Linked DNA regions of Ovis aries: region 1 is linked to region 2. Evidence: chromatin contacts called from public Hi-C data. All regions are on one chromosome and are shown on one strand. Each heading gives the region's core, a stretch centred on a gene start, on an enhancer-like site or on the middle of the called end of the contact. The rest is flanking DNA. Distances are from core to core; before and after follow the strand shown. Region 1 overlaps NCOA3 (nuclear receptor coactivator 3). Region 2 holds the start of NCOA3 (nuclear receptor coactivator 3).

Region 1 (6,551 bases), core at 2,369-4,868, 60 kb after region 2:
AGGTTCCATTTTTGACGTAGAAGCTGCATTAGTATGGGAGGAGAACCAGACCACTGACTGCTGTACCTCATTTAGTCAGTCTTATTTTCCAAATGCAGAGTGCTTCGGGTACTCGGATAAAACCAGGGGAGAAGAATGATTTGGTTGGAGATGCCAGGAAAACTGCACTTTCCGTGCCCGGATTGGTTTGTGACAAGAAGCTCGCTACCTACTGTTTAACTCTGTGCTTTGTTCTGAGTTATTTTTGGAGTAACTTATGTGATGGAAAGAAATAATATAGAGGATAGGAGAAATTGAGGAAAAATGTATTCCCCTGTCCTGGGGAGAAGATATATAAATAGCTAATTTACTGTATGTTCATTTTTAGGGTTTGTTCTGTCGCAAAGGCGTGTGATTAGGTCTCATTGAATTCTTCTGAATGCTTTCCTTTGCCAGGCCCAGCTACTAGATTATCTGGATTCAGGACTACTCAAAATATTTTTTTGCTTGGTTGCCTTCCTTTTTCTAAGATGATTTTAAAAAGCCCTTTACATATACAGAATACTCTGTGCCAATTAACTAATAGTTTTTCTTGCCAGTCATTGAAAGATAAAAGACTTAAAACAGCATCGATTTGTTTGAACTTGTGCAAGTAATATTTTATTTTTGTTGTTGAAGTTAGAATGAAAGGATGGGGAGCATAAGGGAGGGAAAAATTATATTCTCATTTATGTAGAAAATAGAAATATAATGGCTTTGAACATGTTGACAATTAAAAAAAGGACCAGGTTTTACGTTTATTATACAACCATTAAAAGTATGTTGCTGGTGATATCTCCCTGGAGTATCTTGGTTCAGGCATGTCTTCCATTTGGTGGGTAAGAAAAATTAGACACACAAAGTCAGTGTAATTTTTCCAGTTACGTATAGAGAAAATAATAAGCGGTGTGTAGTTTTCCTTGACTCTGCCTATATTTTATCCAGTTGAAATGTATATGGAACTCAGGACAGGTGATGTATTTTGTATAGTTTCCCAGCTGTTCATAGTAACAGCTCAATTAAATTTTGATGTTATTCTTCAGGGAGAGGTTTTGTTCTGGTTGCTAATGATGTATATATTGATGTTTTTGAGCATGGACATAATATTTGTGTTCATGTTGATAAGAAAATTGAACTGGATTTCAGTACAAAACTTTTGTAAACATTTTGCGATACAGGCTTTTGTATTTGGGGTTTCTGTTTTTATGATGTTTAGGCCACCGTTGGTTTTAGATAAGAGGAATTTGAATCTCTTGATTCTGTTTTCTTCCAGGGCTGTATGTGCCTCTGCAGGCGTTTTTGGTTTGTGTAGTATATGCACTGAGGATATCTTTGTAATTTTGACATGAGTATAGTATTATATATTGATTAAATTTCTGTTTTTAAATATTAAGGAGTGCAGATATTTTAATCTTTACATGCCAAGAATTCTGGGCTTTCCTTGTTTCCCCCCCTGTAATTGCTGCTGGTGGAGGTGGAAGCCCTTCTCAGTGTTAATAAATGCCATCACCCATTCCCTTCCCCCAGCTTTACACTGGAGCCTAGTTTGCCTGCAGCTGCAATGGTAGGCATCTTTCAGGAAGTGACCTTGGCTTGTATTAATCAAATTCAGAACACACAAAAAGCTTCTTGCTAACATGCTGACTTGATGTAAAATTTTATCGCATCCATTTTCTTTCAGAATGAGGCCATCTTGTAAAAAGAAGATACACAGAAGACTCCTCCAATATAATACATTAAAAAAGCTCTGTAAGACATGTTTGTTTTTTAAAAAAACCTAGATTTTAAAAGTAAAGACGATTCATGGCCAAATGTGCATAAACCTAAATCATGAAGGTTTGGGAGCTGTTACTAGAAAATAACTTGTTTTAATGCTGAATAAAAAGAAAGTCCTGTATGTTAGCATCAAACTTATTTACTATTTAGCTACATTAAATACAATTTAATATTATCTTTAATATTTATATCAAAATATTTAAAAAATAAGCTATAAATTTAATATATAGCTACATTAAATTATTGTGGAAAATTTATATACTATGAATTTATTTGGGGGCCCTTTAGGAAACATGTATTAAGAGAGATACTTTTGTATATAGTTTATCTTTGGGTGTTCAGAAATGACTGTGATCTTACTGTGTTGGTTTGGATAAGAAAACTAATATCCTGCTTGGAATCATTTTCTTATGTAGTGGCAGTAACTACAGGGACTTCTACATATAACAGAAGATTGAGTCAGCAGGACTGCTAAAATTTCAACCACCTATTGTATTTATGAGAATATCCTAACTACAGATTCACACAGTTGCTTCTTTAGTATTTAGCTGATCATTATGATAGAGTAGTTAATATAGTCAAAGAAATCTAGGTTTTAAATGTAGGATAGTTGAGGTTTGTGTCTTACAGATCTTTATTTTAACCTTGCTCAGTGTTATATGTAGAAAAGAGTATTTCATGGATTAGTTTGCTAATGTTTTCTACATTTGGGAGAAATTTACATAAAAAAACCCAAAACTTGGAGCTCAGTCGCATCTATTGCCAAGGGGTTCACTTTTGAGTTTATTTGTGTAGGAGTCATTTGTGTGTACTGAACTGTTTTAGAAGAGAAATACAGAAAAAAGCTTAAACCTTAGGAGCTGTACCTGCATTTTGGTAGATGTACAGTATGAAAAGTACAGGCATGTTGTGTGTTTATTAATGATTAGGAGAGGAGATAGAGAACTTATGCAAATTAAAAATTGGGGTTAGATAAATAATGGCTTCAACATCTGAGTTATTATTTACTGGAAACATAATCAGCATTATCTGTGATTGTATTGTAACTTGTTCTTAGAATTGCAGCCTCATGGAGATAAATCTATCTGTAACCTGCCTAAGTTCACTCTTTGTCTTGATACCAACATTAATAATTGGTTTGTTAGATACTACAGGAGAATTTCGGAGAAGGCAATGGCACCCCACTCCAGTACTCTTGTCTGGAAAATCCCATGGACGGAGGAGCCTGGTAGGCTGCAGTCCATGGGGTCGCGAAGAGTCGGACATGACTGAGCGACTTCACTTTCACTTTGCACTTTCATGCATTGGAGAAGGAAGTGGCAACCCACTCCAGTGTTCTTGCCTGGAGAATCCCAGGGATGGGGGAGCCTGGTGTGCTGCCATCTGTGGGGTCGCACAGAGTCGGACACGACTGAAGCAACTTAGCAGCAGTAGCAGCAGCACAGGAGAATTTCAAGGAAAATGACTTGATCATTTTTCTCCACTCAAATACCTGTTTAAAATACATGATCTTCAATAAAATTGTCACCTTGAACTTAAAATGTTCTTTGCCTCCTCCTCTGCTGCCCCCTTCCCATGCCCCCCATTCCCCCCTAAGAAGGAGAAAGGAACGCCTGACGAGAAAAGGAATACATACAATCCTGGTAGCCAATGAGTTAATGTTCATTTGCAGCCTGAGGGTCAGCGTTCAGTCCCTGTTTCCTGATTGGCTGCTAAAAGGTGAAATTGAAACCACTGTAAACTTTTGACCCTGTAGCAATTCTTGTGGAACGCCTTCCACTGGTGGAGCCCAGAGCTTCAGCTCACCTCTCCACCCAACCCCTCCCACCCCCTTTCCTGTATTTATTTTGTATGATCGTGCAGTACTGCATGCGGTTTTTCCAGGAGAGGGGGGAGAGGGAAGCAGAACAAGCACCAGCAAGCGGCTGGCTTCATGCCTGTTTTAGCAACCATGTCATTACTAGCTACAACTCAGCCAGAGATAGGGAACTTGTTAATAAACTGGTCTGCCAACTGGATTTTTCAGTTTTCTCCTTAATCTCAAGGTAATTTTAAAAATGCAGAATGGTCGTATTTACTGTTGTTCATCAGTGGATAGTATCGTAGTGTAAGCAAAATATATGGCACGATTCCCGAATGTGTTGAGTTAAAAATAGCTTTCATATTCAGCAACCTTTATATATCCCATTAATGTTTCCTATGTCTCTTATGATTTTTACGTAAATGCCTAATGTTTTACAAAAGTTTTCTTTTTTTCTTCTTTGCCTTTGTCTTTTGTTATAAAGAAACTCAATTGGCATTTCATTTCTGACTATGGAGAATAATTGCAGAAATTATCTGTACATTCAAAGTTTGTTACTAATCCCCCCCCCCCCCCTCTTTTTTTCTTGGATGAGGTAAATGGTTCTGGATTTGTCTTCCATTCACATGTAAATAGTGCTTTACAGTCACCACAGAAACCGGTGAACATGGCAGGACTGTCCTCTTCCCTCTCCTTTGACACTGATGTCAGACTCTGTCCTTGTCTTTGGTTACTCCTTATATCCCTGGTGTGTCTGGCAGAGTGTAGCGGGTTGATGCTCAGCAGATACTTACTGAGGGAACATAGTTTTCATTTCAGAAACTATAGTGGCTGTTTGTACCTGCTATTCCTGTCCTAATTTTGCTTACACTTTTGAGGGCCTGTGCAGCACCTGGCATCTGATAGGTGTAGAGCAGACATTTAAGTGAATTAAATGCCTTCCCCAAGGTTATGAATCTGAACTTCCAAAACCTAGGTTTTCTGAAACTAAAGCTTCTTTTTTAACTGCCTCTTTTAAATTTTCAGATTGATTCTACGTAGAACTAAACATTTATTAAAACTTATTAAATGACTATTCAGAATAAGTTATTATAAATCAATTTGGTCTTTTCTAATGTACATCATAGGCTGGGTGGTAATACATGTCAAGTGTTTTTTTTTTTTTAACCCTGTCCTTACTTTACTAAGCCTGAATGTGTTACAATTTGAAATAATTCCTACTACTCTTGTCAGAAAGATGGGTATTTTTGAAAGTGTCATCAGTGTATTGCCAGTATTTTCTTGGGTACCAAATACATTTTTCCTTATTTACTTGAACACGAAATAATGGACTGATAAATTTTAAAGAAAAAATTATTTTTTTCTGTGAAGTTTATATAACTTTAAAAACAGTAACATCTTTTTATATAATTTAAAACTTTCCTATTGGTATTAAACTTACATCCTTTCTTTCCCCTTTCATTAGATTGGTTGTAGTTGATTGTTGTAAGTAAAATCTGGTGTTACAGTTTTGACAAAGGATATATTTATTGTTTGATAAATAATCTCAACTGCAAAAAAAAAAATGTTCTTTGTGCTAGTATTACATAATCTTTAAGTAAAACGGGATGTTTAATTGGTGCACAAACTGATTGTTTAGTGCTTTTAAGATGAGTGGGCAACAGCTGGCTTTTCCCAAAGATGGTGGTTCCCCATCTCCATCTATGATTTTAGGAAACTGAGGAGGGTGTCCTTGGGAGCCCTGCCTGCCGCAGCGTGGAGAGAATAATGAGCTTAATATGATTAATAGTAGAGTCCTTGCCCCCTTCCGTACTCAATAGCAAAAGAAAAACACATTCATAATATTCAGTGGCCTCTCTTTGTGCAGTTGGTGTTTCCCAGCATCAGCATTATGTAGTTTGGATTTTCCTCTCAGCTCCCCTCCCCCAGTTTGATTCTTTGTTCTGGCCTCGAGGCACATCTTCTCAGACTAGCTCTTATTAACAAAGCTCAGTTTGATCTCCCTAAGCCCCCAGTAGCTTTCTAGTGATGCAGGTTTTGATAATGTGGATCTCATCAGTCACCTTTATGTTAATTCTAGTAGACAAATTGGGGCTTCCCTGGTGGCTCAGTGGGAAAGAATCCACCTGCCAATGCAGGATATATGGGTTCAACCCCTAGGTCAGGAAGATCCCTAGAAGAAAGTGACAATCCATTCCAGTATTAGTGCCTGGGAAATCCCGTAGACAGAGGAACCTGGTCGGCCACAGACCATGCGCTCATAAAAAGAGTCAGACACAACTTAGCGACTAAACAAACAAACAAAAAAATACAGTCCTTGGAAATCTGCTCTGTTGCCATTGCAGAATCTTGGTTCTAGACTAGTCAACTGCAGTGTCCCAGCGGTTCCATACTCGACAGGATCTTGGTAGATTGTACTTTTTAGACTAGACTAGTACTTTTTAGACTCCTTGCAGTTTGCTGGTAGGGAAGCCAGTCGTTGCTCTGATTATTTGGGGGCCTCTCTAATCCAGCTGCACACTTCTTGGGAGAGGAGAACTTTTTAGATGGTATCTCTTTGTGTTCTGGGGGTTATGGGGTACAGATTGGCTGTGTCAGTACTCCTTTGGGTAGTTCTCATCGGCAGTACAGCATTGCTTGAGTGTGAAGTAGGCTCTCTCACCAGCTTTTCACATTAGGCAGCAGTGCTTGTTTCCTGGATCAGTCATGAGGTACATTCTGACTCAAATGCCTTTTCCTACCCACCCATCTTGTTCTCTAGGTACTAATGTCACCCCATGAACTCCCTCTTACTTCTCAAAAGGAGCAACAACAAAAGAACCATTTCTTTTTAAAAATTACGTTTATTTGTTTATTTTTGGCAGCACTGGCATGCGTTGCTGTGTGCAGGCTTTCGCTAGCTGTGGTCAGCGGGGCTCTGCTTGGCTGAGATGTGCGAGCTTCTGAATCCTGCGGC
Region 2 (6,244 bases), core at 1,712-4,211:
AAAAACAACCTGTGCTTCATTAGATCCTGAGACCAGGTGTGTGATCTCAATGAAAAGACGGTGGGTTCAGGCTGGGTGTGAGTCCCAGTCTGTTGTGCAGTTTCACCATTGTAACACATTCAGGTTGGAAGTGACATAACTTAGTATATGTTTTTCCAAAGACCCCTCTAGCGACTGAGTGGGGAATGGCTTGTGTGTGTTCAGTTGCTCAGTCATGTCCGACTCTTTGCAACCCCATAGGCTGTAGCCCACCAGGCTCCTCTCTCCATGGATTATCCTGGCAAGAATACTGAAATGGGTCGGCATTTCCCCCTCCAGGGGATCTTCCTGATCCAGGACTCAACCCCGCATCTCCTGTGTCTCCTGCAAGGGCAGGTGGATTCTTTACAGCTGAGCCACCTGGGAAGCCTGAGGAGTGGCTTATAGGATGACTAATGACAGGCAAGGAGAGCAGCTAGCTGTGGTTGTGCAGGTGAAAGGTCACCCGGGGTCATCTTATTTCATCTCTGGAATCTTAACATGTAACATGGTACTTGGTATCTGATGCTTGATGAGGGGGTGAATTCATCTATGCAGTAAATATTCAGTTCAGTTCAGTGGCTCAGTCGTGTCTGACTCTTTGTGACCCCATGGATTGCAGCACGCTATACTATTGCTAAGCTCTGTTGTGAGTGCTAAGAGAATATGTCAGAGAACAAAAGACTCCAAAACTCTACCTTCATGGAGCTTTCAGTCTAGTGAGGAAAAGAGATAATCAGCATTAAAACCAAACAAAATTCCATGGTGTTTCTGATGATAGAAAGTGTTGCAGAGAGAAATGAAGCAAGGAAGAGGAGTAGGGGAAGCTGGGATTGGAGTGGGTGGGAACTTAAAATAGAGAAAACAGGGAAGGCCTCCCTGAAGCAGTGACATTTGAACAATGACTGTGGGGGAACCGAGAGAGTGAATGATTTGGATTTTCTGGAAAAAAGTGAACAAGGTAGTGTTAGTGTTACTTGCTCAGTCATGTCTCACTCTTTGTGACCTCATGGACTATAGCCTGCCAGGATCCTCTGTCCATGAAATTGTCCAGGCAAGACTACTAGAGCGGGTAACCTCCCCTTCTCCAAGGGATCTTCCTGACCCAGGGATTGAACCCAGGTCTCCTGCATTGCAAGTGGATTCTTTACCGTCTGGGACCAGAGAAGCCCAAAAAATAGCAAATGCAAGACCTTTGAGGCCAGAGTGTGCTAGGAATGTTGGATGGACCCCCAAAGAGTCCAGTATTCCTGAAATACAGTAATGAGTGGATGAGAAGTGGGTGATGAGCTTAACAAAGGGTTGGGAAGGGCAGAGTCAGGTTTTATGGGGCTTTGCAGGTGACTGCAAAGAGTTTGGAAGACAAACCTCAAGGGACTTAGTTTTTTCCCAGGATCCCTCTGGCTGCTGTATTGAGAACAGACTCCAGGGGAAAGAGTAGAATGGATGCAATGAGAAGGCTCCTGCAATAGAGCACGATGCAGACGGTGGTGTATGGAAGCAGGCAGAAGAGTGAGGAGGCTCCAGGAATAGACCAGGTGGCAATGGGGTTGTGGAGCTAGCAAGTGGTTACTTATTTTATTCTGCTGCTGCTAAGTCACTTCAGCCGTGTTCAACTTTGTGCGACCCCATAGACAGCAACCCACCAGGCTCTTCTGTCCCCGGGATTCTCCAGGCAAGAATATGGAGTGGGTTGCCATTTCCTTCTCCAATGCCTGAAAGTGAAAAGTGAAAGTGAAGTTGTGAAGTCGCTCAGTCCTATCCAACTCTTAGTGACCTGATGGACTGCAGCCTACCAGGCTCCTCTGTCCATGGGACTTTCCAGGCAAGAGTACTGGAGTGGGGTGCCATTGCCTTTTATTCTAGTCATGCTCAAAACATGTTTTATTTTTATTATTATTTTTTGACGTGGACCATTTTTAAAGTCTTTGTTGAATTTGTTTCAACACTGTTTATGTTTTGTTGTTTTTTTGGCTGCAAGGTGTGTGGAATCTTAACTCCCTGACCAGGGATTGAACCTGTACCCCCTGGATTGGAGGGCAAAGTCTTAACCGCTGGACTGCCAGGGAAGTCCCTCAAGTTATTTAATACTGATTCAATATTATTGTCTATTATATAGTCTGTATTAAAATTTCCTCCAAGGTCCTTTTCACAATAAATGAAACCTGGATCCAGTCAAGGTCCACCGTTTGCCTTTGGTTTTTATCTTTCATGCTGTGGTATTTTTAAGAGTCCAGGCTTGGTATTTTGTAGCAAGCCCCACATTCTGTATTTGCTTGTTTTTTGTTTTTAGTTATATTCAGGTTAGCATTTTTTGGCAAAAATACTACGGAGGGGGCGTTATGTTTTTCCTATTGCATCATATCAAAAAACATATACGTCGATTTGGTCCATTATTGGTGATGCTAAGTGATTGATTTGATAGCTTGGTTAAGGTGCTGTCTGCCAGATGGCCCCAGTGCAAAGCAGGCTTTTCCGTTTTGTAGGTGATGAGTACTCCGTGGGATGATACTTTGGGACTGAACATACAGTAAATGTGCTATTGCCCAACAATCTTTCATCCAGTGACTTTAGCATCTAATGAACAGCCCTGTGCTTTCCGACCTTGCGCCTGTCTGCTCCTTTGAACACGGGCTAAGAGTGGTCCCTGAGGGACGCTTGTTTTGAGGATCAGTGCCTGGCATACAATAAACGCTCCATAAATGTTATTACTGGACGAAAGCAAGTATGAAAAAAATTAAGGGCCAGGCTAGGGTTGCACTCCGCACCCCCGGGGACCGCCGCAGCTCCCAGGCTGTAAGTCAGTGACAGAGGCCCTGACGTCCACGCGGCCACGCCCTCGCGCCGCGGAAGCCAGACCGGGCTGGACCACCCAGCGCCCGGGGCCGCGCAAGGCCCCCTGGGACCGGTAGTGCTGGGCGTGGCCGCAGGACTACATGTCCCGTCGGCCTCCGCTCCGCGGCTCCCGGCGGCGGCCGCCTCAGCCCCTTCACAGCGACGGCGGCGGCGGCGGCGGCTGAGTCGGTGGCGGCGGCGGCGGCGGCGGCGGCGGCGGCTGCTGTTGCTGCTGGCTGAGGAGCGACGAGTTTCCGATTTAAAGCTGAGCTGCGAGGAAAATGGCGGCGGGCGGTGAGTGGAGATAAAGGAAGAGCGGCGGCGGGCGAGCGGGTGGAGGGCGAGGCGGAGGAAAGAGGGCGAGTCCCCCCGGGCTGCGGCGAGCCCGCGGCTCCGGCTCCGCGGAGGCGCTGAGGGGCGCGCTGCGCGAGGGGCGCGCGGGGACACTTTCGGGGTGTCGGGGCCGCGCCGCTCTCCCGCAGCCTCTGAGCGGCCCGCGGCCGCGGGAGGGGTGTCGAAGCTGGGCGGCAGCTAGCTTGAGGGTGCGAGGGGGGTCCTCGCGCCGAGGGGGTCACTCCGAGGAGTTTGGGGGAGACCGCGGGGGGTCCACTTTTCCTCCTGTCCCTGAAGTTTTACCCTCCTGCAGCCCTCGGGTTGCTTCTGAAAGCTCCCCACGACCCCCACCTCCCGCCGCCTCGGTGTCTCTCGGTTCTTCAGAAGAACTAGAGGGCGGGGGGAAGGCGCACTGCTCCCCACTCAGCCCCAGCCCAGCCTCCGAGTGGTACCGAGAAGCGGCTGGGATTTTGCTGCCGTGTTTCCTCCTGCACTTGGGGCGTTTTAAGTATTTTTAACCCAGATTATCTGTGGGATTTCCATTTTGGGCACGGAGAGATTCTCAGCAGTTTTTCTCAGTAAAAAGGCATTTTTGCTACCTCTGGTGTGAAGGCTGGGAAATGGCAAGTGGAAGTTAGTGCATTAAATTTGGGGTTGGGCTGTCTTTATCGTTACTCTCCCACCCCCTCCCCCCTTTCCCATCTCTGATCTTCCTACGTACATTGACTCAATTTGTGATGGTTTAGAGAAACTGTAGGTTTTGCACATGCTTTACAAAAGCAATCCACGAGTCGTTGGGAGGGCTTAGTTGCTTCCTAGGCAGTTTAAGGGCACTCAGGGTGGAAAAGTTCACCAAAAGAGCAGTTGTGAGAGGCAGAGAGCATCGTCTCGAAATCTCACAAGCAGGAGGAGTTCGGGCTTCTCAAATGGAAAGACAGGGAGAGGTCTGAAATTCTCTTGAAGTAGAAACTTTTTTTCCCCCCCTCCCGAATGTGAAGACTTCCTTCTTGATCGTTTTGAGCAGCAGCGCTTCAAAGCCAACCTGTTTTTGTTATTAAGCCTGTACCGTAAAGAAACAGGAAGGCGAGTCCCAGCTGTCTTGCTGCAGTGGTTTGAGATGGAGTAGAATGAGATGAGTGAGAGTGCTAGTAGTAGTGAGTGAGATTGCGGCATCTCCTCGATTCAAAAGCCTGGGCTCAGGTCCACCGTCCTGGTCCCTGGCTGCAAAAACACTTCAGCATTTGTTGCAGCACGTTGTTTAGAGGATGATGGAAAAAACAAAAAAAAGCTTAAAGTCTTGTGATTGCCACATACACCCAAATGTTAAATAGAAATCTGTAAGTTTTGTGAAATGTGCTTTCTTGAAAACATATTCAGTTGTTGCTTGTTTGTTTAGTATAGGTTATGCCCCATTTAACTGGTCTCGGGACTACTAGGAGGGTACAAAAACATTGAAAATGAGCCTCTCTCCTATTCTAAACCCTCCAGTTCCCATTTCCAGGAGGCAACAACTCTTACTGGTTTCTGGAGCATTCTTGGTGTTTGGAATAATTATTTTAAGAATTTTCATTTGAAACACATTCCCGTTGGATAGCAAAAGCAGGGAAAGAAAATGAACCAAAGAAAGGGAAAAATGGGTGGGAATACAGTTTCCTTTTTACTATCTTCAACAATTGTTGATGGCGACTAGAGAAGCTCTTCCAAACTTACTGGTTGTGTTGCCTTATCTACTAACACCCTTAAGGAAATAACAATCTGTGGGGCTTCAGGGTGAAGAATCCTGCCAGGGCTCATTGTTTGTATGTAAGATGAAGCCTCCGTTTGTAACATGTAAAATGATACTGAACAGTAGCTTCTGTCACTGGAGGTTCCTTCAGGTTCTGCATTTAAATGAGCAGTAATCTAGATTGCCAGCGACCCCAAATTATAGGGGAATTTTATGTATTGATAGAAATGACTTAATTGTCCAATTAGCATTTTTCAAAAGGCATATGCCAGCTTCTGGTATATAGAAGAACATTTTGGACATGAGGATTATGGACTAAGTGGGAAGCTGCAATATTTGTAGAACAGTTATTGGAAATACGTCCACCTTAAAATATTCTTTCACTCCAGAAGCATTGAAAATGCATAACAACCCTAGCATAATTAACAAGATTAAAAAAAAAAGTTTTAGAATGGTGGTTTTAAATTTACCAACACTAACAGTTCATTAGAAAAATGATATTAAAGACTAGGGGATTAATGACTCTATTAAATATACATTTTGAAAGTGAATATTCTGTGCTTTTTTTGCCATGTAGAAATTATTTCCGTACGTTGAAGCCCGCATCCCACAAACAAGCTAGAATTCATTCACTACAGAGTGAATGTTCTATAGGACCCTCGATCCTTTTTCTAGGAGACATGCAAATAAAAAATAGTTTTTGAAGTGATTACGTACCAGTACCTTCTTGATTGGTCATTTGAAATAAACTTTCTGTGTCAGGTATGTCAGGGACATATTAAAGATAAAAAGGTTTATTTTTTTCTTTTAAATTCGGTCCTTTGAGCGTTAGCAGTTTGATTCTAGAAAAGTTCCTTTTGATTTGGAGACTAGTAGGTTTTTTTTTTTCTTGAGACTAGTAGGTTTTTGAGAAGTCTCTTGAAAGAATGACTAAACATTTTAGTTTGGACAATAGGGTAGGATAAAAAAATGCAAACTACTATTGTCCTATGCCTTATCGGTGTTAAAATAAATGGCTTTAGGGTTTCTTTCTGCATTTCTTTTTTAGACTATATAATTTTGAGCCTTGGCCAGAGGATGTGGACAACTTTTGAAAACTTTTAATTTGTTGCAAGTTTAGAATGAATATAGCCTTTATGATGATAGGCAGCCAAGTGATCACAGTTTAACAGTTGTTACTCTTTAAATGCTACCAGGACTAGAAAAAAGTTGCTGATCGTGATTGAAGAGGAGCTGCAGTTTCTTGAAGGGTAAACCAGGGAGTACCTATCCCAGTTTGGTTTGAATTCACTGTACTCTGTGGTGTGGAATATTCCTATTTTTGCTTTATTG

What was found. A called contact is a pair of places that touch in the nucleus more often than the background predicts.
Region 1: a contact with region 2 is called in a Hi-C map of liver, with 1.7 times the contacts expected there. The contact joins the enhancer-like site here to the promoter of NCOA3 in region 2. A contact is called at or near these places in 5 of 16 Hi-C or Micro-C datasets (blood, liver, mixed tissues and 1 more).

The regions. Positions count from the first base shown.
Region 1 is chr13:76,081,678-76,088,228 of ARS-UI_Ramb_v3.0, forward strand. All of the region lies in intron 1 of NCOA3 (nuclear receptor coactivator 3), which reads left to right. Among named protein-coding and RNA genes, the nearest start is that of NCOA3, 59 kb to the left of the region's middle. Within about 2 kb of position 3,619, at least 35 of the 54 cell types and tissues checked have an H3K27ac peak or open chromatin away from gene starts, as enhancers often do. A contact at or near this core is called in liver, where this site is marked.
Region 2 is chr13:76,022,709-76,028,952 of ARS-UI_Ramb_v3.0, forward strand. NCOA3 (nuclear receptor coactivator 3) reads left to right here and starts at 2,962. Exons shown (of 25, transcript XM_060397813.1): 1 at 2,962-3,147.